7 separate regions of the Mus musculus genome follow, and regions 1, 2, 3, 4, 5 and 6 are each linked to region 7. A link is a contact called in public Hi-C, HiCAR-type, HiChIP or PLAC-seq and promoter capture Hi-C data. All regions are on one chromosome and are shown on one strand. Each heading gives the region's core, a stretch centred on a gene start, on an enhancer-like site or on the middle of the called end of the contact. The rest is flanking DNA. Distances are from core to core; before and after follow the strand shown. Region 1 has its middle 110 kb from the start of Gm36667. Region 2 has its middle 410 kb from the start of Gm36667. Region 3 has its middle 230 kb from the start of Gm36667. Region 4 has its middle 400 kb from the start of Gm36528. Region 5 has its middle 210 kb from the start of Gm36667. Region 6 has its middle 140 kb from the start of Gm36667. Region 7 holds the start of Auts2 (autism susceptibility candidate 2).

Region 1 (3,512 bases), core at 440-2,939, 940 kb after region 7:
CCAATTCTTCCCTCCATCCTACCATGATCTGTGTGGTGTGATTCCCCTCCCCATTGATGACAGACTTCCTTCATAAACTGTTCTGGCCAATGACAGTTTAGTAGAATTATACAAATGAAGGCTCTGCCTATACAGATGTGATCAAATGTTTGTTACTGCATTTCCATGGCTATAGCTAGCACATGCTCTTAAGAGATACCCTTGGCCCAATGAGATAAGAGCTCCGTCAAGCAGGAGAAATGAATATGAAATTTAGAACCAAGATCAACCAGGCTCAGGTTAATTATTCTTTAGACAAGTTCATGGACATGAAAGGGAGTAGATAATTGATGGTTCAGGCCATTGCACTTCAAGGTAGTTGTCCTCCTCTTTCTTTCTGAGAGGGAGAGGGAGAGGGAGAGGGAGAGGGAGAGGGAGAGGGAGAGGGAGAGGGAGAGGGAGAGGGAGAGGGAGAGGGAGAGGGAGAGGGAGAGGGAGAGGGAGAGGGAGAGGGAGAGGGAGAGGGAAGGGGGGGGAGAGGGAGAGGGAGAGGGAGAGGGAGAGGGAGAGGGAGAGGGAGAGGGAGAGGGAGAGGGAGAGGGAGAGGGAGAGGGAGAGGGAGAGGGAGAGGTCTTGGGTGCCATTCTGTAAGAGTCATCCACCTTGTTCTTTTGAAATAAAGTCTCTATTGGGCTAGGGCTTATTGTCTCAGCTAGGCTGTCTGATGACTGAACCATGGGAATCCACTTGTCTTTGCCTCCCAGGAGCTGAGCTTACAAGCATATGCCACCATACTTGACTGGTCTAGTTATCTGTAACCATCAGCTGAATACAGCTTAGAGATTCCTAAGACAGGGGTATCAATTGAGGAACTGATCAAATCAGACAAGTCTGTGAGGGATTATCTTGATTGTTAATGTGATGTAAGATGGCCTAACCCACTATGGGTGGCACCATTCCCTGGGCAAATGGTCCTGGACTATAAAAAAATAAAAATCACTACCTAAACATGAGCTTTTGAATAAGCTAGTAAGTACCATTCCTCCATTATTTCTGTTTCAAGTTCCTGGCTTACTTCCTGCCCTGACTTCCCTCAATGATGGACTGTGACCTGGAAGTATAAACCAGGTAAACACTTTTCTTTCCCAAGTTACTTTATGACTGAGTGTTTTATCACAGCAATCGAAATATAAATAAGAGAGTGGATCTTTGCATGTGTTCCGGGGATCAAATTCAGGCACTTAACTAACTGGACCATCTTCCCAATACTAAAGCATTTTCTTACCTCAAAGCTACAATGAGATAAGTGATTCAGAGGGGCAAAGAGAAATCCTCTTGATGCCAGTCTGGTAGCAGCTACAGAGACTGGAATATAAGTTCTGGCATCATCATAGCCAGAGGATTTTTTCCCCCCAAGTGAAGCTGAGCATGTGGTCAAGTCAGCTAGAAAACATCAGCTGAGACACTGCACTGAAAAGTCACATTAACCAGAAACCCCAAGTCCTGACTAAGCCAATGACTCCAGAGAGCTAGAGGTCATACTTTCTCTGAAGCCAGCAGCTCTGCTCCGTATTTGACCCCTGCTGGACTGAGTTATTTTGGGGTGTGTTCTTGTGACTCTGGGGCTTAAAATAGCCACTGCTGAGCCATCTGCTCTGGGAGCCATCTCACTTCTGAAAGGTGTAGCAGCTGGGGCTGAATTCAAAACAGCTTCTGTTAAGAAAGTGAACAATCTCTCGGCTTTGTTCCATCCTATGAGTGTGCCCAAGGGAGAGAATAAAACAGAGGGCATTTGGCTGCCAAAAAAGAGATAAGAGCTTAAGAGGAGAACCTGGGAGATGCCGGGCAGATACAAATAGCAACTGGGAAAGCTGCCACGGGGCCTTGGGAAGGAGCCAGCTTATATAAAGTTCAGGGAAAGAGGCTGTTAGCTAGAGGTGGTGACGGAGAAGGGCACAGGAGATGGCTCTGGAATGACAGATCAGCAAGGTACTGCGGGAAGATGAACAGAACCAAGGGAAAGGGGCAGTGAGCCAAGGGCAGCGAGGCCACCGAGGTTGTCACTGTTGAGACCTTCTCTAACCCTGCAAAGCTTTCAGTCTGAGAATTCACCTTTCCAGTAGGATGAATAATGCTCACCTCATGTTTGAGGGAAGATCTGAAAAACATAGGTCAGAGGTAGGGAGGGGACTGGGGAGATGGCTAAGTGGTTGGAGGGCTTTCCACAGAAGCATGACAGCCTGAGTATGATTACCCAGAAGCCCTGTAAAGTTAGGTGTAGGAGTGTGATGCAGAGCTTGCACAGTGAGCTGCAGGGAATGAAGAAGAACCCCTGGAAGTTCCTGGCTAGCTAGCCTGGTGTATGTACATAGCTTCAAAGAACAGAAGTCAAGAACTGGATCAACAAGGTGGAAGATGAGGACCTACTCCAGAGGCTGTCTTCTGACCTCCCTGGGCCCCTTGGGAAGAGATGTTCTGCTCTGTAAAAGGCCCCCTGGTCACCATCTTCCTCCAGTAAAGCACATCTCTCAAGGGTTTTGTGGCCACTGATAATGTCAGCAATTAGGATCTAAGCAATACCAACCATGTTCTAATATAGTAAATCAAGCAATAGACAACTCCCCTGCCTGATATTAGTAAAACCTCACGTCCATGGGGATAGTTAGTTCCCCAGGAAAAACTCTTAGTAGTAACTATTAGAAGGGCTTCTGGGTAAAGCTTCCATTTCTACTTCTTTAGACTTACCAAGGCCCAAATCCTCATGTACAAGCATGACATGAATGCACACACGGATCCTTGCTGTGTTACACTTTACCTGTGGAAACAACCAACGGACCTCTACTCACCACAGACAGGGAACCAACAACAGGCTAACATAACAGGAACACCAAAGTTCAACTTAGTGACCCAATGAGTATATTGGGGTACTTACAGGAATATGAGGGAAGAGTGACTTACAAGAGCAAAACCAACTCAAAAGCGGCTGTAAACATATCTTTCAAAACTCACACCAGCTAGGGTGACAGCTCATGAAAGCTGGAACCCAAGAGCTCCCTGCCTGACTTTCACACAGCTCCACAGGTACAAAGGTCTCCCCTTCCCAGCAAACTTTACTGTGTATATAACCTTGGAGAGGAGACTTATATAACTTTGGGACTCTTGCCACCTTCAGAGACTTCCTGAAACTTATGAGTTGTTTTACTTCTTTAGTCTTAACTGCTTCCCTCGAGATAGAATGTTTCTTGTTTTTTTTTTTTTTTGTTGTTGTTTTGTTTTGTTTTGTTTTTTTTTGGGTGGTTTTTTTTTTTTTTTTGGCAATCACTCCAGGGCAATACTGGAATCAGATGGACCCCAAGGTCCCTTTATACATCTATTTGCTGTTGCCCGAAAGTTACCCAGCCTCTTCTCTCTACTTTGCTCCCTCATCTGTAAGTTGAGAACTAACAGTCTGCTTCCTTCACAGAGGTCTATAGAGCAGGAATTAATAAAACTGTGAGCAAGCTCACCCTGTTGAATAAGGACCTGAGGCTCTC
Region 2 (3,532 bases), core at 205-2,704, 650 kb after region 7:
GACTTCTGGCCTCTACACACATGTGCATTCGAACACACATGTGTACACATGTAAACATATCCATCACCCCACATACAGACTAGATAACTACATGTCTCAAGGTGTCATAGGTACCTAAACTCCCACATAGCTCTCTATGTTCTCAAGACAGGCAGTGGCTGCACTTTCCAGAGTCTGCATCCAGGTCATGATGCCTCCTTGGCAATGTGTCAAGAGTTGTACTCAACTTACCGAAGAAGACCTTGCAGATGGATGTAGGAGGCGGCGGTTGAGGGCAGTAGGGAGAGGGGGGAGGCAAGGCAGCTGCCATCCAGTGAGCTTAAAAGAAAAAAAATCAAACATGAAATAATGGAGGTGACAGGAGAGACCATAATGAAGTATATAAACCTGGGTAAAGCAGCGCAATGGGCAATAAAATATGAAATAAGATGGGGGGGGGAGCACACTGCAGTCGCATAGATCATGAATGCATTAGGCAGAGGAGATGGTGAGAGGGAGGACGGGCAAGTCAGGTCATCTCCTGGAACTCATTAGAGGGGACACCTTGTGCTTTGAAGGGAGCCTGATGAATCTGCGGCTTAAGGCTTGGCATCTTGACACTTCTCCAGTTTTTGGAAGGCTCTTCTTGCTCACCAACTGAGGCTAACACGTAATTTATTTGAGGATGGGAGAGATGTTTGAGGAGAACCTCAGCTGTTCTTCAAACGCTACCCACCTTGTTTTTAAGAAAAGTTCTCTTCTTGGACTTGAGCTCACATATTTGGCTAGGCAGGCTGACCAGTGAGCCCAAGGAATCCTCCCATCTTCAACTCCTTATCAATGGAATTATAGGCATATACCACCACGTTTGGTTTTTATGTGTGTGCAGGGCATTGAATTCAGACCCTCGTTCTGGCAAAGTGCCATGGTTATCTTCAGCTGTCAATTTGACATGAACCTAGAGTCACCTGGGAAGAAGGAGACTCAACTGAAGACTTGCCCAGATTAGTTTGGACTGGAGCCATGTCTGTAAGGCACTTTCTTATTTCTATTTAATATAAGGGCATCCAGTCAAATGTGTGCGATACCAATCCTAGGCAGGTGAATGTGAGCTGTATAGGAAAGATAACTGAGCAAGTCAGTAAACAGCACCTATCCGTGGCTTCTGCTTCAAATTCCTGCCCTAACTTCCCTGGAGGATGGAGTGTCACCTTTAAGATGAAAGAAACCTTCCTTCTCTTTCAATATGCTGTTGGTCAGGGCGTTTATCTCAGCAACAGAGAGCAATCTAAGACATAAGGCAAGCATGAGGCCAACTAAGCTATATATCCCAGGAATCCAATGATTTCATTCTAACAACTGTGCTGAACTTAGTTGGTCTGAAGGTCTCTGCTAATGTATCTGAGCCCCCGAAGGCGCCTGTATTGCCGTGCATCATGGACTATGATACTAGCTCTGGAGCCCAGGCATTTCCTGTTGCATCAGTGAATAGTGGTATGTCATGCCTGGATTTCCAGTAGACTTCAAAAGTGGTACCGCACAGAGTTCAACCAGGTCTTCTTTCTCAACAGCTACTTTTAATGATTTTTGTGTTTTGGAATGGGAAAACAGTCTTGAAGCAGGAGACAAAAGAGCCAGCACATAAATCTCCTTAAGCAAACCCGTGCAAACTCCTGATGCACTTTATAAGCTGTAAACTGGATTTTTATTAGCCATTTATGAGCCATTTTTTATGATGCAAGTTTAATATTAAACTATAAAGTTCACAATGCACTTATAAAGACAGAGAGACTCAGTTCACTTTATAACACTTGACTTGGAAGTCTGGCAAAGAAGCCGGTCAGATCATCTCATTTCAGTAAGCTGACTCGGTGGGGATTTTGAAAACTGGTGTAGGATTAGGTCTGGGAATTGACAGGCTCTGGGGTATGTTGTAGGCAGGAGTGGGAGGGAATGATCAGCGACAGCCATAAAAATAAATGCACAAGCTGGGAGGTAATTTTTCTTCTGACTTTTCTGGAGTGTGGGGCCTTTATAGCCATTTAGGAAAGGAGTATTCTCCAGAGTAGCAATTCGTTCTGTGAGCAACAGCAGCAATATATTGCTGTTTGATTTGGGGCGACCTATCCTTTCCCTAATAGATCAGTGAGGCTGGTACTTTTTTATTCCCAGTGATGAAAATTCAGTGTTTTTTTGGACACCAGGTAATTGGAATAGCAAGAAATATCACAAGTATGCTAAATTTGGGATTACAATATTTATTTCCCTAGGGGGAAGAAATATCTGGAACATGAAGAGTAGATGGCCCAGCATGGATGTCACACTGGAAGACATTATTTATTATCAATGAAGGATGATTCTAATTACAAACCATGCACAGTATCTTATCTCAGATGGTTTTGTTTTTGAAACAGGTATGAGTGGAAATTTTTCTAGAAGGTGATGGATTATACTTCATTGGGTCAAAGACTCAAACTGTCATATAATGGGTCAGCAGTGATTAACATATCTTCACTGTGAAGAGCCATTAGTTGTTCCATAAGACACTTGTGAACCTTTATCTGTAGATAAGTATGATGACAAATCATGTCTTGGTTTGCTCCTGTTACTATGATAAAAATAGCCCCCCTCCACACACAAAATAACTTATGGTAGAAAGGTAATTGCAATAGTTTAATTCTGGGTTATAGTTGATAGTTTTCAGAAGGTCATGGCATGGTTTGTAATTAGAATCATCCCAGAAGAAAGCCGCAATTGAAGGACTTTCATTGAGCCATGAAAGTTGAGCCATGGGAGTGCTTGATTTTTAATTGAGATTGGAAAACCCTACCTTAGAAATAGGAGCCACCATCTTCTAGGCTGGGCCCTGACCTATGTAAGAGAGAAAATCCAGCAGAGCAAGCATGCGGGCAGCATGGGTGCATTCATTTCTCTCTGCTCTGGTCTATAAATGCCATGACCAGATCAGCTGTGAGTCAACCAGTGTGAGTGCTAGGACTTGAACTCAGGCCCTCTGCAAGAGCAGCAAGTGTTCCTAACTGCTGAGCCATCACTCTGGCCTCGTTAGTTCTTCATTGATGGACTCTGTTGGATGGAACAGTATTATTAGATACACCTCTACTTCTTCCAACATATTTTTCTCCAATTCATGTCTTGGTTTTGAGACTATGAACTCAAGGTGACTTGGACCTCATTACATAGCTCAGGCTGACCTTCAATTCGTGATCCTTCTGCCTTAGCCTCTTCAGCATTGAGATTATAAGCTTGTACCTCCACCGTCAATGCTCCTCTGGTTCCTTGAATGTATCTGAAACAGCTGTTTTGAAATCTTTGTCTGCTACTTTAACATCTGGAACCTTTCTAGTTCTTGTTTTATCCTGTCAAATCTTCAGCTGAAGTTATCCCCAAGCGATAGCTGGAGATACCCACATGGGGGTGTCCAAAACCATCCTGAGATGAAACTGGCTTGTATTCCAAAGGAAAAAAACACCAAGCCCCTAGGTTATTACTCTTAGGTGCTTATTAGCAGATCTTATGTGTAATGTATGACAGA
Region 3 (3,257 bases), core at 421-2,920, 820 kb after region 7:
AGAATGGTTGTATAAGCTTGCAATTCCACCAGCAATGGAGGAGTGTTCCTCTTTCTCCACATCCTCGCCAGCAACTGCTGTCACCTAAATTTTTGATCCTAGCCATTCTGACTGGTGTGAGGTGGAATCTCAGGGTTGTTTTGATTTGCATTCCCCTGATGATTAAGGATATTGAACATTTTTTCAGGTGCTTCTCAGCCATTTGGTATTCCTCAGGTGAGAATTCTTTGTTTAGCTCTGAACCCCATTTTTAATGGGGTTATTTGAATTTCTGGAGTTCAGCTTCTTGAGCTCTTTGAGTATATTGGATATTAGTCCCCTATCAGATTTAGGATTGGTAAAAAAATCTTTCTCAATCTGTTGGTGGCCTTTTTTGTCTTATTGACAGTATCTTTTGTCCTACAGAAGCTTTGCAATTTTATGAGAACCCATTTGTTTATTCTTGATCTTACAGCACAGGCCATTGCTGTTCTGTTTAGAAATTTTTTCCCTGGGGCATTCTTATTCTTATGTATGGTCATGTTTGAAAATTATTGTGTAGACTATAATGCAATATTCTTCTGAATTTATTTCATTTGCCAAGCTTAAATTGTTGATTCATTATTTTGCAATAGAGCAAGGTGTTCAATCCAGGCATTTTTTCCCTCCATTTGTTTAATATTGTGGGATACTTCACTGTCTGTCAAGTATCAAGCTCATGGAGAAGTGAATCATAGGCCGGCTTCTAATTAGAACCATCACACACTTTCAACATCCTATAAACTACATGTTCAAGGGGCATCTGCACTGAAAAGGTTAGTGTTGATTGTCAACCTGACAGTGTCTAGAATCATCTAGGAAATGAGCCACCTGTGGGAGATTATCTTTATTTTATTACTTGGTGGGAAGCCCTTCCCACTGGTGGTGGCGCCATCCCATAGGCTGGGATCCTGGAGTGTATAAGTGGAGAGAGAGAGCATGACCCGTGTGCATACATTAATCCTTCTTTGCTTCTACTCATAGATGTGACATGATATGACGAACTGTTTCAAGCTCTTGCTGCCTTAAGTTCGCCAATGTGAGCTAAAATAAACACTTTTCCATTTCCGTTGCTTTTGTCAGTGTAATTTACCACAGCAACAGAAAAAAACAAAAACAAAAACCAAGCTAGAATACCCACAATAGTGTTTGCCATCGGTAGAACTGTAACATCTGAGTGTATATTGTGTGGCTGGAGACCTAAGCACAGAGATTTGCTTTATAAACCCAAGAAGACTCTACTGAACTTTCCTGAATTATCTATTACTTCCATATTTCTAACTCCCCACCCACTTTTTAACTTCGTATTCATTGCTGCAGATCCATTTTTAATTTCCACTTAGAGCAGTTTCTGGTTCAACCTACATTTGTTTCTCTTCCCCATTCTTCTGAGTAAGCCTTCAAAACTAATGTCACCCATGTTTCCTACTTTACCCACTAATGTGTTAAGTCTTCTTGGGTCCTTTTTCATGCCTTGCCATGAGATATGGAAAAGACAAAGACATGCCTTGGTGTTGCCACCCAGATGCCAAGATTTCCTACAGAAGGCAACCATCACCATGACAACCATCACCATGGAAACGATCACTGTGGTAACTGTCACCATGTTTTTTGCAGTTCGTTGCCTTTCATACCCCTATTTTGGCACCATTGGGTCTGCCAATCTGCTGGATCATCCACTTCTCTGTCATACCTCTTAGTCATGTGCTGCTCCATCCTGGCTGTGGCTAGATTTTGCAATTTTTATTGACATCATTGCCTTCCAGACACACTTAAGAATCCTGTTTCTTCCATCTTCCACCCTACGTGCCTCAAAAGGAACTGAACTTTCAGACCCACAGTCTGAACACAGCTGTAGATGGCCATAGCACATCGTCAACAGGCTCAGTCTAGATTGTCTTTGGCAAGTAGAACCTCAGCAGTGTGGTGTTCTATTTTTATGTCCACACTCAATTCTCTACCATCCTCCAATTTTTGATCTTCTCATCTCTCCAGAATTATCAGATTTCATTAATGTTTTCTGAGAAAATTGGGAGAATAGAATCTCATCATCACATCTTGTCAACTTCCAGCCTATCTGCCTGGCTGCATTGTGCACACACTTCCTCTATCTTTCCTCCTCACAGAGTGAACAAACTAATCTGGCACTTTCCCTTGATGCTTGCAGCTCCTCCACTGGCTTTCTCTCTCCTTTAAGGGCCAATCCTATCATCAATGCTATCCCAGAGAACCCATTAGAAAATGTCCTTCCTGGACCTGTCCACTCCTCCATTGGCTTCCTGGTACACCCATATATTTTCTCTCTCTCTCTCATAATTAGATTCCTGTATAGTTAATGCATTTTCTGACTCTGCTTATTTGTGCCACAGCTTTTCCTCAACCTACGACATGCAGGTGCTCTGTGGAGGATATTACATCTGTTATTAAATAGGATCATATTCTTTCTGCCAAGTCAGTGGATTGGTTCTCTGTGCTCACTGGACTTGAGGTCTAGCATCATGTATGACAGTCACTCTTTCTTTGTCATAAGTAACCCTTCTCTAAAGTCCTAGTTTTTATGTTTCCTTAGTTCCCCAGTGATGTATGTGATGGTTAGTCGTGACTGTCAACGTGATTGAACTGGAAGGTATTTAGGTAAGGCAAACTTCTGGTGTGCCTGTGTTGGTGTTACTAAAAAGGATAAACGGAAAAGATAGACTTGTCTCACATATGAATGCCACCTCCAATAGGCTGAGGGCTAGAGAAACTAAAACGGGGAGAAAGAAAGAAGCCTGCTAATATGGTGAATGCTCTCTCTCTCCCCCCTCTCCTTCTCCATTCCCCTTTCTCATTCCCTTCTTTCTCTCTTCTTCCTCCTTCTTCCCCTCCCTGACCTTCTTGGCCCTAGTGTTTCACTCTCCTTTCTCTCTCCTTTTAATTCTTCTCTCCCCACCTCCCTTCACCTCATGTTTCTCCCTTCCCTTTCTATCCCACCTCCCCTTCTTCTCTCTCCTTTTCCTAGGTTTTGTGATGTGAGCATCTCTTCTCTATTATGTTCTCCCCTCCATGATGGGCTGAGCTCTCTGAAACCATGAGCCAAAATAACTACTACTGCTGCTGCTTCTACTACTACTACTACTACTACTACTACTACTACTACTACTACTACTACTACTTTATACTACTACTACTTAAAATTATCTTTTGAGGTATATGGCTAGCAAAACTGACCTCCATGGGGCTTCCTGATGGTATCATTA
Region 4 (3,465 bases), core at 396-2,895, 610 kb after region 7:
TTGGAAGATACTACCACTCATTCTCAGAATCATGTATCTCTAAGGGGAGCTAGAAAAATAACAGAGCTTCTGATATTTAGTGTGAATTATGGGAGGGGAATCTTTTAGCATTTAATTGACCATTTACTAAGTCCTCTTTTTCCCTGTGATTTTATAACTAAAACTACATAGAAAATGTTCCTTTGTAGCATGAGAGTATTTAGACAGTAGTAGTTGTCTTAAATAATTATATTTGGATCTTTCTTTTCAGGTCATAGATTTTTTTTTCTGGTCCCTGAGGAAGATGGTACAGGACAGTAATTATCACTATAGCATCTGGAGTCTGACTGTCTGGTTTCAAACCCTAGTTCCAGTTTTGTGACCTTGGACTTAACATTTACATTACTCACACCTTAGTTTCCCCATATGCAGCATAAAGATAGGCATTCTCTCTTTTGTGGAATTGGGGAAAAAAATTCAAGGACTTGTGATAGAGCCAGGAATGTAGAAAGAAGCCTACCATGTTAGCCAGAACTATAGGACTTGGTAATCCAGTACTAAGAATGGAACAAGATCCTCTGAGCCAGCCCTACTCTCACCTCCTCAGTGGGGTTCTAGACAGGTTCTCTATCTACCACTGAGCCACAGCTCCAGCCCTTCACTAGGGGATTCTAAGAAGCTGCTCTGCCACTGAACTACACTGCAAGACCCTCACTGGAGTATTCTAGGCAGGGGCTCTACCATTGAGCCACAGCTCCAGCCCCTCACTGGGGGATTCTAGGCAGGTGCTCTACCCCTGAGCCACGCCCCCAGCCTCTCACTGGGGGATTCTAGGCAGGTGCTCTACCACTGAGCCACACCCCAGACCCTCACTGGGGGAGACTAGGCTCTACCACTGAATTATAGCCCTAGCCCTGCCTTTTACATTTTATTTTGAGATAGAGACTCGATCATTTGCTCATACTGACCTTGATCCTACTTCTCCTACTTCACCTGCCTGAGTATCTAGTATTAAATACCTATGTCACTGAACCCCATGGATATCATGCCTTAAATCCCAATAGCCACAGGAAGATTGGAGCAGTTGTATATCCAAGAGTAAGAGTGCTCTGTTGAACAGCTTAGCCAGTCCCCACCACATCTCTTCAGTAGTTCTGTAATGATCTCATTAACTAAGGATGCAGCGGGGCTGTGAACATGTAAAGATGCCTCTCAGAAGCACTCATTAGAGAAAGGGTACATTCTTGTTCTCTGGGGGAATGCTCTGCTTGCTGCTTGACTTTTCTCTGCCAGTTCTGATTGTGACATCAGCATCTGGTATTAGCAGCTCAGCAGGAAAGAAAAAAAATCCCTCTACACTTCCTGAGCCATCCCCAACAAGCCTATTCCTGGTGCACAGGAGGGCTGCAGCTGGGAGGTGATGGAGGGAGCATATGGCTTTAGGGAAGCCCATTTGGTTCACTTAGTAGAGTTCCGTGGCCTGTGAATGTTCAACACATTTTAACATTAAAGTCGTCAAGCAGCTGGCTCCATTCCTGCCTCCTGCGTGTTGGCTGGCTCCAAGATTGGCTGTGTGGAAGAAGAGACATGGGGCATATGATCTCGGGTGAGGCTGACAGACAGGAGGGGAGCAAGGGCCTTTCTGCATGCACAAGCCACTCTGAAGCATCTCAATTCAGGTTTTATGCAAATATCAATGTCTTTTGTGGGAAGCAAGGGAGGCTGTACTCCTTTGAATAGAAGGCAAACTATTTCCTTTCAGTCTCAGGGCTTCTTTGAAGCAGGGAAAGAAATTAGGCTATAAGCCAGGGAAGCCCAGGCCTTTATTGAGGGAGGAAAACACAAGATAGGTTGAGTAGATTGTCTTGCCATGTGAGTGTGAAGATCTGAGTTCAAATCCCAGAATGCACATGAAAACCAGATGCACTAATGCATGTAAGTGATCCTGGAATTCTCCACTGAGATAGGAGGAAGTGAGAGAATTTCAGAAACTCATGGCTAGCTAGTCTGATATACTGGGTAGGAAGCAACAGGAGACTCTGCCTCAAACAAGGTGGAAGATTGGGGCTGACATCTGAGGTTGTCCTCTGTCCTTTTCATGTACACCATAGCATGTATCACCTATATGCACATACTTGAACACACATGACACACACAAAGATTTACGAAAAAGGTAAGTGTTGGAGTGTATTTGAATAGTATGTGCACATGAGAATATAATTGAATCTCTCTGGTTGACAAGGTTTTTGCTAGAAGCCTCATGTATGCTGATCTTTTTATAGACAAGGGACATTGTGAATGTTGATTTAAGACATTGGCTAAGGGCCTGGGGCTACAAGCTATAGCTGTGACTTCCTCATTACTCTTTGTGAGGAACCGGCTGTACAGGGGCTGGTCAAGTCCTTTGGGTTATCAGGAGTCCTGGGTAGAGACAAGGAACACAAGATCATTGCCTAGAAGGATACAAGAAGATTTGATGCCTATGAATCTAAGTTTAGAGATCAGCATACATGAGGTAGAGGGACATGCCATCCAGTGAACATGGCAGGGAAAGGGAAGGAGCTGAAAATTCTCTATAGAATTACTTGTTAGAGGGCTGGAGAGATGGTTCAGTGGTTAAGAGCTTGTCCAGAGTTCAATTCCCAGCAACCACATGGTGGCTTATGACCATCTGTAATGGGATCAGATGTCTCTTTAGGTGTATCTGAAGAGAATGACAGTGCATTCATGTGCATATATTAAATAAATAAATAAATAAATAAATAAATAAATCTTTTTAAAAAGAATTACTAGATTCTGTAATCAGGTTGCCCAAACTTTTGATATTGTTATATGATGTGGTCATCTATAAACTTCATTACAGAAGAAATACACAATTGAGTTACACCCAACCATCAATATCTCACATTGGAAGAGTGAAAGAGACTTCAGTCTTATGAAACACTCATTTCTTTCTTTCTTTTTTCTTTTCATTGCTTTTTTTTTAAACTTAAGGCTAACTGAATCTGCCAGTTCATAATAAAACTAAGAGACTCACTGGAGTCCTCAGTCATGAATCTACATCATATCCCATCAAAACTCAGGTATCATTGAAGAAGAAAGGCAAAAAGATTGTAAGAGTCAGAGACTGAGAAGGACAAAGAGTCAAAGAGTTTTCTGGACATGATAGACCCCTGGTACTCATGAACTCACAGAAGCTGTGGTTGTGGTTGTATGCACAAGACCTATACAAGATCAAATCAGTCACAGTCCAACATGGATGACTAAGGGCTTACAAGCCACACCTAACTGAGGCGATAGTAACCTTTGGTGGGTTCTAGGGGAGGGAAGAGAGAGTTTTCTTTAAAGCTTTGCTCCTGGGGATTTCCACACATGCAGAGGTATATGATTAGCACAAATGGGACCTGGTGAGTTATTTTCAGAAAATAGAAAGAGGACACAAAAGTTGGGATAGACGGAGATGGGTGTGGGTCTAGGAAAAGTTAG
Region 5 (3,536 bases), core at 973-3,472, 840 kb after region 7:
GACAACAGGACCTTGTTAATGAGAAGTTTCTATCTCTGAGATTGCCCTTACCTTCCACTGCATAACTTTACATGGACTTAGATACTTGGAGTTTGAGGGCAATGACACTGGGAAAGGTGAGACTATTCTGTCCACCCATTAAAACATTCCTCAGCTATGAGCATTTGTACTGGAGACAACCAACTTGGGGGGGGGTGGCAAGAAGGTTCAGCAAGTATAGGAACTTTCCACCAAGCCTAGCAACTTGAGTCCTTCCTTGGGACCCTTTTACTCCAGTATGTTGTCCTCTAACCTCTATCCATGCAACTTACTTACTATCAACACCTAGTTCTTGCTCCTTCCATACCCTTTCCACTGATGTCACATCAACCAACTGTTGCAGATCTTGCCACCTGCTTTGAAATGCCTGTGTACTCAGCAGCCTGGCTGATCCACAGGGACTACACCATTCACTACTACTTTGGCTTGAGGATGGAGTGTTTTCTATTGGCTTCTATATTCAATGCTTGGTACCAGGCAATGCTACACTTGAGTAGGTATGAGAAACACACATGTGTACACAAATGTGCACCTGTTTGCACACATACAGAGGCCAGGAGAGAGTGGTAAGTTTCCTGCTCTCTAGATTTCTACGTATTCCTTTGAGATAAAATCTCTCAATAAACTGAAGACAGCCTGGCAGTCAGCAAGTCCCACTACAGCAATGGAGTCTCAGGCACACACAGAGGCAATTTGGCGTTTGGTGTAAGTGCTGGGGATTCGAACTCAGATCCTGATGCTTGAACAGCAATCTTTCTTACCCCCTGAAACACTTCCTCATCCCTGCTGCCCTCTTTAAGGACCTTCCTAACAACGGCATTACGTTAAATCCCAGAAACCCAATTTTCGATTGGGAGGAAATCTACCATCCCCCTGCTGCAGCCTCTGACTCAAGTTATTGGATTTCCAGACATAGTAGAATCATATTGAAGGCTGCCACAAAAGGGGAAAAAAGGAAAAGGCTCATACGTGCCTGTGCTCAGCCCATGGCAAGTTTTCATTAGGTCTTAATGAAGCCTGGGTCTGCAATCCTCGGGGCCCTTTTTAATTTCCACTTGATCTGGGCGCAGCCAGCTCCTTAGCCCTGAGCATCCCCAGAGGACACCAATAATTCTGGGTCTCATGCATCAGAACCAGAACTCAAGGCTTGAGCTGGGAACAAAGAAGTGGCATTGATTAATTGTAGAAAGATCTAGAAGGAGTCCAAATAGCTGCCATGGAAGACAGTATGTGCATACTCACCTGCATGTACTGAACATAACACACACACACACACACACACACATTACATACACCATATACATCACACAAAAACACACACCACACAACATACATACAACACACAATACGCATAAGCAATATACATCACAACACACATGCACACACACATACACACACCACACACACACACCAAGGCACACAAAATAATTTACCCTTAAAGGGCATGTTCCCAATAATCTATTTCCTTGACCTAGGCCCCATCTCCCGAAGGTTCTACTGTCCCCATATTGTCCACTTAGCTATGAACATTGATGCTTAATTAATCCACTGATGACATCATAGCTCTTATGAACCAATCACCCCCCCTAAAGCCCCCACCTCTGTATGATGCTTCACTGAAGACCAAGCTTTTAGTGATGAGTGTTGTGAAGGAGAGAGGCATTTAAGGGTCCACTGGGATAATGATTCTTGTTCATCTCAATTTGCATGTGTGGTGTATGTACATGCATGTGTGTGCTCTATGCATGTGCATGTTGTCCAGAGGAGGATAACTGTTATATGCCGTATTCCACCTTACTACCTTGAGACATAATCTCTTACTGAATCTGGAGCTAGGCTGGCAGCCAACAAGCTCCAGTGGTTCTCTTGTCTCCTCCCTATGGTGCTGGGGTTACAGGTGCACAGTGTAAGTTTAATTAGCACCAACAGTGCAGGACCACTGTTCTCTACAGTGCATTTATGTCCCTTCGTCTAGATGTGTGTGCATTTCTCACTTAGAGTACCTCTCTACCTTGCCCCATGACATGGAGAATCCAAATCGAGTCTGAGGCACAACAGCAGCCTCTCTAACCACTTCCGGCTGTTCAAGTTGAACATATGCTTGCTTTCATTGCACATGAGCCTCTCTGGCCCCATACACATGGGTCTAGCTGCCACTAGCAATATTGCAGGCTTGCTTGCCGTTGACAGCATTTTCATATGCTAATAAGAATAAATAATTCATGTGCAGTAATCTACCCTGTGCTTCTTCCCGCCTCTTTACCGTTCCCTGGGGGCCATAGTAGACCATGAACTGTGCTGGACCTACAGAATGTGGAGACAGTGACTTGGGTGGACATCACAAGGCTCTCTCTCATTCCAGAAGTCCTGCATGTTCTGTGCTGACAGCTAAGGACTTGCTGTGGGGAGCCCCTTGTGTCAGCCCCTGAGAATGATTCCCTGTCACTGAACATGTCTAGCTTATCTGACCCTTGAGGTGACTGTTTAAAAGCAGGCATCCCGTGATTGTTTCTGGATTTTCTCAAGCCTGAGCAAACTCTCCCTGGGAGACAAGTCCCAGCAAGACCACAGGGCTTTTCCTATTTAGGTTAATGTCAGCATCACCCTGGAGCCGGGAGGAATTTTCCAAGCCACTAATTTGTACTCCTCTAGGAGACATGAGCAATGAGTTGTGCAGCTTTTGGCTTTCTAAATGGGAGCACTGCTTTTGGGTACTGGATGCTCTCAAGTTCTTATCTGGCATTACTTCTGTGTGTGTTAAGTGATAACTTTGGGTGTTCCCATTTAGTGCAACACATATTTATCACGTCCTGGCTGCATGCCGGGCTCTGAGCTAAGTGCCTCAGAGGGCTGGATATAAAGATGAATGTTTCATTCACCCATCCATGTTTCCATGTAGTCACTCACTCAGCAAGCACTTCTGAGCACCTAGTGTTCACTGAGCCCCTCCAAGTGTTGTAGATGGATCTGCATGCCAGTGATGACTTATTTGAGTTGCTTTTCCCATTGCTGTGAGATATGCACAAGAAATCACACATTGCAAATTGGAGGAGAGTTATCCTCCCTCCCACAATTTTGGTTTATATTTCTAATATGCATACATGTTTGCATGTGGGTAGGCACATGTCTGTGGGGATGCTTATACACCTGTGTGACTGTACACATGGAAGCTAGAGGTTGATATCAGGGATCACCCTCAGTTGCTCTCCTACCTTGCCCAGTGAGGCAGGGAATGCCAGTCAAACCCAGAGCTCACCTCTACTGGTTACTTTCTCTCAACTTGACACACACTAGAGTTACCTAGGGAGAATGAATCTCAATCGAGGAATTGCGCCCATCAGACTAGTCTGTGGGTGTTTTCTTGATTAGTGATTGATGTGGGGGGAGGACGCAGACCACTATGGGTGGGGCTGTTTTGTGGGCAGATGGTGCTGGACTGTATAAGAAAGGTGATTCAGCAAAGCAGGGGAGAGAAATCTATAAGTGGTATCCCTCTT
Region 6 (3,236 bases), core at 521-3,020, 910 kb after region 7:
GTGTGTGTGTGTGTGTTCACATCCAGCTTTTTATGTGGGTGCTGGACATTTGAACTCAGGTCTTTGTGCTTTTACACTAAGCAATCTTACTCACTGAGCCACCTCTCCAGCTCTCACATGGTTTCTTAAAGTACTAGAAAATTTTTCAGTATCTTACAGACATTTATTTTAGGAATCTGGACAGATCACTCTAGGAAAAGGTTCCCGAATGAACAATATGACAGCCACCAGGATATGGCTCTGCTTTGCTGAAAACCAACCCTCTCTCAAGTCTAAGTGTCATATCTGATATCTTTGTGTGACGATTTACATGAGAAATGTCCCTCATAGGTTCATGTATTTGAATACCCAATCCCCAGGTGGGTTTTTGAGAAAGTTATAAAACCCTTTGGAGATTGAGCCTTGTTGGAAGAAGTACTTCAGTGGAGGTAGGGTTTCAAAGTTTGTACTCTCTCTCTCTCTCTCTCTCTCTCTCTCTCTCTCTCTCTCTCTCTCTCTCTGTGTGTGTGTGTGTGTGTGTGTGTGTGTGTGTGTGTGTGTAAAACTATGATCAGCTAGCTTCCAGCTCCTGTTGCCATGCTCTCCCTATTTGTGTCTATGCTTTCTTCACCATGGTGACCCCCCTACCCTGGAACCATAAGCCAAATAAACCCTCTCTTCTTTGACTTGATTTTGTCACAGTATTTTTATCACAGCAACTAAAAAGTTACTAATAGTGGGGGGCAGGGTATGTGGATGGATCTCCATGTGTTTATATGTGCTGATCTATGTATATGAGAAGGCCAGAGGACAACCAATTCCTCATGAGTCATCTACCTTTTCTGAGACAGAGTCTCTCATTGTACATGGCACTTGCCTAGTAGGCAAAGGTGGCTGGCCAGTGAGCTTCCAAGGTTTGATTTTTCTCTACCTTTCTAAGATTGGAATGGTAAGCAAATGGCACGTGCCTTTTTTTAATACATAGTTTCTAGGAATCAAATCCAGGCTTTCACGTGTATACAGTAAGCACCATAGTATTTGACCCATATCCCCAGCTCACTTCTAATATCTGTGTGACATGATCCTCCACCCAGGAAGTACCTTGCTCTGTATTCAGTTTCATAATCATAGTTATAAAACTTCTTTACACTCCTACCCACAAAGGTTAAGGAAAATAGTGTTTTTCATAAGTGGCTGGTATATCAGATCTCACAGTGAGAATAACCAATACTAAATCTATATGCTTACCTATTCATCTATCCATCCATCTTTCCAACTATGCATGTGTGTATACATACATGCCCACCACATGCACAGACACAACACACACATATACAAATGGAGAAACACATATCTATGAACCTGTGTGACACTGAGCAGTTGAGCAACTAGCCGGCACAAGGCTGTCTTAGGGAATAAGCTTAGTTCTCAGCTTACCAGCCTTGAGGGGAGGGAAAGAACAAAGCCACAATTGAAGCCCTGTCTGTATTCTGAGGATAATCACAGAACTTACAGCTCTAATCAGACAAGCCAGGCACTGTTGGGTCTTTCATCTCAAATAAAAGTCTTTGACACAGGGAGAGTGTTATCATGTGTAGCTCCTCGGAAGTAAATTCTGGCATTTGTGGGTAAATAGAATGGATCACAATGAGCGTCCCTCAGAGAAGGATGCCCCCAAAGTGCAGACAATACCGATTAGATGCTAGAACTGGGTCACTTGTCGGTGCCAGCTGCCTCAGCAGCCTGAACAAGTGAAGAGTGGGCATTTCCATTTACTTTCCCTGCACGAATCCAGATTTGGCTGGCCCTGGGCATGCATGCAGATGGAGACAGAGCTGTGGGATGGGCCTCAACACAGCAGTGTGCTTGCAAGAGCTGGGGACTTTTTTATACCCCGCCATCCCATCATCCACTCTGGCTACACAAAATGAGTATGAATTATGGGGACCTGCTGAGTCTTTGATTTCCCTCAGCTGCCACCCCAGTAGCCATGATCCTGGAAATTAACTGTGTGTTTCATCGGCTAGCAGAGGGAATAAGAGTTAAAGTCAGCCTGTCACGCTGCTGTCAACCTTCTATTCATATTGGCTTCCCGTCCCACCCCAATTCCAGGAACGCTTAAAGAGCATCCAGGCACCTGTTTCTAGAGACTGGCAGGGCCCTAAAGTTTAATTAATTAGAGAAGTCACCTTTTTGATGAGACAGGATTTAGGTAGATGAAAACAGTTAGCAAAAATTTATCCAGTCCATGCATATTAGTCAACTTTCATCCCTTTGACAAAAATCCCTGAGGTAAATAACTTAAAGAAGAAAGATTTACATTGATTCAGGATTTCACGGTTTACCCAGTTCCATTGCTGTGGGCTTGTGATGAGATGAAAAAATATATAGGCGCTGTGGAGGAAGCTACTTACCTTATTGATCCGGGGGGGGGGGGAGGTATACGTGTATGCATATGTGCAAATCTATGTGTATATGATGTATATGTATATGCAAATGCACATGTAATGTAGATGTAGATGATGTAGATGTATATTATATGATTATTATACGATGTATATGTATGTGTATATATATGTATATATGTGTGTGCATGTATGCAGATGGAGACATATATATGTGTATATATACACAGAGACATATGTGTATGTATGTGTATCCATGCAGAATGAGACATGTGTCATGTGTTGTGTGTGTGTGTGTATGTGTGTATGAAGAGAGGGAGAGAAAGAGAGAGAGAGAGAGAGAGAGAGAAGGAGGAAGAGGAGGAGGAGGAGGAGGAGGAGGAGGAGGAGAGACAGGGAAACTGAGAGACTTAATTTCTCTGACAAGGTCATCAGGTCTCATGTTCTTGTAGCTCATTCAGCTATGACTTCATCAGTGGCTGGAGCTAATGTTCTCATAATCCAATCACTTCTCAATAATGCCATCATCTAGGGAGCAAGACTTTAACAAAGCAGACTTTGGAGTAGACATTTGTGGAAGCCATTGCTTCTTTTCCCTTCTAACTTCCTCTTTCTTACTGCCCTCTATTTTTTTCTATTTTGATAGGGAAAGGGGGCAAAGGCTAGAAAAATGGCTCAATGGGTAAGCTGCTTGGTAGGCAAACATGAGAAACTGAGTACAGATTTGCCAGGACCCACATAAAAACAAAAAACAAAAACAAAAACAAACAAACAAAAAAAGAAAACAGGCATGGTGCCATGTGCTTGTAATCACAGAGTTAGGGAGGAAAAGAAAGAAGGAGCTATGGGGCC
Region 7 (3,275 bases), core at 126-2,625:
GATCTTCCCCGTTCACCTACCCGCGCGCCACAGGCTCGGGCCGCGGCCACACACACACACACACACCCCAAGAAGAAAAAAAAAATTGACACCGAGCCCCCCTTCCTCCTGCACGGGCTTTTCCCTCCCGCCGCGAGGAAGGGCGCGGGGGAGAAAGCGGCTGGGAGAAATAAAAAAAAAAAAAAAAAAAAGAATCCGAAGAAGAACAAGAAGGGAGGGCAGGGGGGAAAAGAGAAAGAAAAAAGGGGGAAGGGGCGGGGAGACGGGGAGGGAGGGACGGGGAAGCGAGAGGGCGAAGTGTGGGGCTCCCCTCTGCACCGAGGGTCGGAGATGCCTGCGAACAGCGCCGAGCAAAGTAATGGCTGAACACACAGGTCTCCTTTACAGAGGAAAGGGGGAAAAAAATAACTCACCAAGCAGGCAATAAATCAGAATAGCGGAATGCTTTGATCAAGAGACTGGGGAAGCCCTCCCCGCGGCCATGCTCTCTCCCCACCACTGAAATCGCCTTGCTTCTCCCTTTCTCTAGAGACCCCCCAAAAAATTTTAAAAAAAAAAAAGCCCGAGGTCCGAAAAGGTCACGGTGAAGTGAGGGGTGGGTGGCAATGAACTTCACCCGCCCCCTCGTGCAGGAAAACACCCCACACCTCCGCCTCTCTCACACACTCGCCTCGCAGAAAAACTCACTCCCGGGCTCCCAGTCTTTTTTTAAGAAATGCATCCAAGGGAAGCCAGGGCTGGAGAGCGAGCTGAGAGGGGCGAGACCCCCCAGAGAGGGGAGCATAACCACGCAATCACAAGCGGAGACAGAGGTTGCCCGAGGAAAGGAGGAAGGGAAGGAGGAGGACGCTGAAGCAGTTGTGGGATTTTTTTTTTTCGGTCTTCAAGGGGGGGAGGAGGAGAAAAAGATGAAAGAAGAGAAGAATTGCAAAGCCTGGCGCGTGCCACCGACCCCCTCCTCACATACACATGCACGCACGCACACACACAAATTGTAGATCTCCCCCCACCCCCAGTTCCAGAGGTCACCCTTCTTCCAAAAAAATTTAAGATAAAATTATAAAGGGGGAGGGGGTGAGTCAGTCAACGAGGAAAGCAAAGAGCAGTCTCCAACCCGAGATACACCGGTGTGGTGGCGCCGCCGCCTCTTCTTCGTCTTCTTCTTCTTCTTCTTCTTTTTCGCGTCGCCCCGCCTGAGGAAGAAGCGCTGCGAGATGCCGCTCGCTCTCTCGCTCACTCGCTCGCTCGCTCTCAGCTAACGCTGCCTCAGCCGCCGCCGCCGGAGCCCGGAGCCCGAGGGTGCACGGCGTGTCCCCGGGCGGCTGCAGCCAGAGCCCGGGCACGGCCTCATCCTCCGCCCGCCTCGCTCACACAGCGCCCGCTCCTCCCCCTCCGGCCGGCCCACCGCCGCCGCCCGCCTCGGCCCAGCCCCGCGCCCGCCCGCTTGCCGTCTCCCTCTCCCTCTCTCTCTCTCTCTCCCCCTCTCTCGCACGCGCGCTCGAGCTCGCTCACCGGCGAGCGCTCTGGAAGACCGCCCTCTTCGCGCCTCGCTCTGCGCGCGCTCCCGAGGACCGCCCTCCTGGCTCTGCACGCGCTCCCGAGAGCTACCCCCTCCCCTCACGCCTCACTCGGCGCGCTCCCGAGGGCCGCCCCCCTTTCCCCCTTCGCGGACTCCCGAGAATCTCTCACGCCTCGTTCTCTCTCCCCCTCCCCAAAACCCCCGGCACCACGGGGCGCGCTCCCGAGGGCCGCCCCTTCCACTCAGGCACCACTAGCTGCGCGCTCCCGAGAGAAGCCCCTCCCCTCGCGCCTCTCCCCCCCCCCCGCTCTCTCCCACGCGCGTCCCCGTCCCCCCTCCTCCCGCGCGCCTCGGGCCGGGCTAGATCACGTGACCCGCCCCCCTCCCCTAGTTGTAGAGTGTGTGGAAAGCAAAAAGGCTGAGGGGCTGGCCACCGCTCCACGAGCCCAGGGCATGCGCGCTGGGGCGGCCGGGCCTGCGCACTTGGGGGCGGAAGGGGTCTCCAGAGGCTGTGGGGGGTGTGTTGGAGGGGTCGGTCACAGGCCGGTGTGGAGTTGAAGTTCGAGGGCTTGGAGGCTGCCCCAACATCCCGCCAAACGCACGGAGGACTCGCGCGCGCACGCGTAGCAGGCACCTTTCTCCGGACACTTGCTCCCGGAGTGCCTTATCTCCTCCACTCCTGAAGCTCTTGCTGGCTCAACTACTCTGAAGTACCTCTAGGTGTTTTGCCCGCGCGCAAGCGCGCGCCCGGTGCAAAAAAAAAAAAAAAATTTTTTTTTTAAATAAAAAGTGCTTGCAGCGCGGGGAAGTGCAAAGTATGGACCCAAAGAGGTTGCACTTTGGGGACAAGAAGAGTAGTCAGTCTAGTGCTGCGTCCAGGCTCATCAAGCAAGAGTTGGAAACTTTCCCCCGACCCCCTACTCTGCGTGGTAGAACACTGAATGCCAGAGTGCCCCTGAACCCAGGCGACCCCCGCCCGGCCAGCACTTTTGGTCTCTCTGTGGGAGACACTTTGAGGAGGCGCTAGCCGCTTTGGAGCAGCCAGACACCGGGAACTTGAACCTGGAGCAAGGGACTGAGTAGCTCGGGGCCGTCCCAGTCTGAGGACTCCAAACCGCCATCCCCCTCGCTGCAGACTTCGCTTACTGCTTAGCTGCAGGAGGATGGAGCAGAGGTGGCTTCCCTACGTTTTCCACCACGATGTAACGGATGCTTATAAAAAGTTGTATTAAAGAGCTGACTACAGCCCAGAATCGATCAACCAAAGCGACCAGCCTCTCTGGATAAAATAGCTGTGCGTTTTTTCAAGGCACTTGGAATTGATCTATACTCACCGACAGTCTTCTCTCAGCAATCTCTTAGTTGCTTCTCTTTCTGTCCAAGCACATAAACACTGTGGCACATCACCCCTCACCCCTAGCAACCCACACTTGGCATGAAGGAAAAGAAAACAAACTGACATTAATTGCTCACAATGAGCCAGGCACCGTGTTACAATGCTTTGTACGCGGATTTCTACTGTTCTGAATCCCAGTCTGCACAGAACAGAACAAGAAGGTCAGAAGCAGTGGAAGAGAAAGAAAACGTACCTTTCTCAAATGGGTAAACGGATGGATGCTTTTTTTTTTCTTGCATTCAACAGATATTAGGGCTTCACAGCTGTAGGTTCAGGAATACAGTGGCACCCCAAACAGACAGAGAAGTGCTTGAATCTTATTTTCTGGCAAGTGAGTCTCTTTGTCTTAACACTTCCAGA

The links. Promoter capture Hi-C pulls out the DNA fragments that hold promoters and counts their contacts. Hi-C and Micro-C count contacts between places; a contact is called where the count stands out from the background. HiCAR-type assays count read pairs that join an accessible place to other places. HiChIP or PLAC-seq counts read pairs in DNA pulled down with a chosen protein or histone mark.
Region 1: a promoter capture Hi-C map of hippocampal neurons shows a contact between it and region 7, with 4 times the contacts expected there. The contact joins the enhancer-like site here to the promoter of Auts2 in region 7. A contact is called at or near these places in 3 of 39 promoter capture datasets (hippocampal neurons, maxillary cranial neural crest and second pharyngeal arch cranial neural crest), 1 of 484 Hi-C or Micro-C datasets (cardiomyocytes), 8 of 115 datasets of contacts at active chromatin or transcription factors (cardiomyocytes, craniofacial prominence, embryonic basal ganglia and 5 more) and 1 of 9 other capture datasets (pancreatic islet).
Region 2: a contact with region 7 is called in an H3K4me3 HiChIP or PLAC-seq map of embryonic limb bud, with 5 times the contacts expected there. The contact joins the enhancer-like site here to the promoter of Auts2 in region 7. A contact is called at or near these places in 2 of 39 promoter capture datasets (hippocampal neurons and second pharyngeal arch cranial neural crest) and 9 of 115 datasets of contacts at active chromatin or transcription factors (astrocytes, craniofacial prominence, embryonic basal ganglia and 6 more).
Region 3: a contact with region 7 is called in a promoter capture Hi-C map of hippocampal neurons, with 5 times the contacts expected there. The contact joins the enhancer-like site here to the promoter of Auts2 in region 7. A contact is called at or near these places in 1 of 39 promoter capture datasets (hippocampal neurons) and 7 of 115 datasets of contacts at active chromatin or transcription factors (astrocytes, embryonic basal ganglia, embryonic forebrain and 4 more).
Region 4: a Hi-C map of cerebral cortex shows a contact between it and region 7, with 3 times the contacts expected there. The contact joins the enhancer-like site here to the promoter of Auts2 in region 7. A contact is called at or near these places in 1 of 39 promoter capture datasets (hippocampal neurons), 1 of 484 Hi-C or Micro-C datasets (cerebral cortex) and 8 of 115 datasets of contacts at active chromatin or transcription factors (SST interneurons, craniofacial prominence, embryonic forebrain and 5 more).
Region 5: a contact with region 7 is called in an H3K4me3 HiChIP or PLAC-seq map of embryonic hindbrain, with 4 times the contacts expected there. The contact joins the enhancer-like site here to the promoter of Auts2 in region 7. A contact is called at or near these places in 2 of 39 promoter capture datasets (hippocampal neurons and second pharyngeal arch cranial neural crest) and 6 of 115 datasets of contacts at active chromatin or transcription factors (embryonic basal ganglia, embryonic forebrain, embryonic hindbrain and 3 more).
Region 6: a contact with region 7 is called in a HiCAR-type map of astrocytes, with 8 times the contacts expected there. The contact joins the enhancer-like site here to the promoter of Auts2 in region 7. A contact is called at or near these places in 1 of 39 promoter capture datasets (hippocampal neurons) and 6 of 115 datasets of contacts at active chromatin or transcription factors (VIP interneurons, astrocytes, embryonic forebrain and 3 more).

Annotation. Positions count from the first base shown.
Region 1 is chr5:133,486,317-133,489,828 of GRCm38.p6, forward strand. No RefSeq gene overlaps it. Among named protein-coding and RNA genes, the nearest start is that of Gm36667, 110 kb to the right of the region's middle. Within about 2 kb of position 1,690, at least 40 of the 459 cell types and tissues checked have an H3K27ac peak or open chromatin away from gene starts, as enhancers often do. A contact at or near this core is called in forebrain, hippocampal neurons, neural progenitor cells and 1 more, where this site is marked.
Region 2 is chr5:133,188,552-133,192,083 of GRCm38.p6, forward strand. No RefSeq gene overlaps it. Among named protein-coding and RNA genes, the nearest start is that of Gm36667, 410 kb to the right of the region's middle. Within about 2 kb of position 1,455, at least 9 of the 459 cell types and tissues checked have an H3K27ac peak or open chromatin away from gene starts, as enhancers often do. A contact at or near this core is called in embryonic limb bud, where this site is marked.
Region 3 is chr5:133,364,336-133,367,592 of GRCm38.p6, forward strand. No RefSeq gene overlaps it. Among named protein-coding and RNA genes, the nearest start is that of Gm36667, 230 kb to the right of the region's middle. Within about 2 kb of position 1,671, at least 9 of the 459 cell types and tissues checked have an H3K27ac peak or open chromatin away from gene starts, as enhancers often do. A contact at or near this core is called in hippocampal neurons, where this site is marked.
Region 4 is chr5:133,155,181-133,158,645 of GRCm38.p6, forward strand. No RefSeq gene overlaps it. Among named protein-coding and RNA genes, the nearest start is that of Gm36528, 400 kb to the left of the region's middle. Within about 2 kb of position 1,646, at least 18 of the 459 cell types and tissues checked have an H3K27ac peak or open chromatin away from gene starts, as enhancers often do. A contact at or near this core is called in cerebral cortex and embryonic limb bud, where this site is marked.
Region 5 is chr5:133,383,374-133,386,909 of GRCm38.p6, forward strand. No RefSeq gene overlaps it. Among named protein-coding and RNA genes, the nearest start is that of Gm36667, 210 kb to the right of the region's middle. Within about 2 kb of position 2,223, at least 6 of the 459 cell types and tissues checked have an H3K27ac peak or open chromatin away from gene starts, as enhancers often do.
Region 6 is chr5:133,452,116-133,455,351 of GRCm38.p6, forward strand. No RefSeq gene overlaps it. Among named protein-coding and RNA genes, the nearest start is that of Gm36667, 140 kb to the right of the region's middle. Within about 2 kb of position 1,771, at least 46 of the 459 cell types and tissues checked have an H3K27ac peak or open chromatin away from gene starts, as enhancers often do. A contact at or near this core is called in VIP interneurons, astrocytes, embryonic forebrain and 1 more, where this site is marked.
Region 7 is chr5:132,541,845-132,545,119 of GRCm38.p6, forward strand. Auts2 (autism susceptibility candidate 2) reads right to left here and starts at 1,376. Exons shown (of 20, transcript NM_001363480.1): 1 at 1-1,376.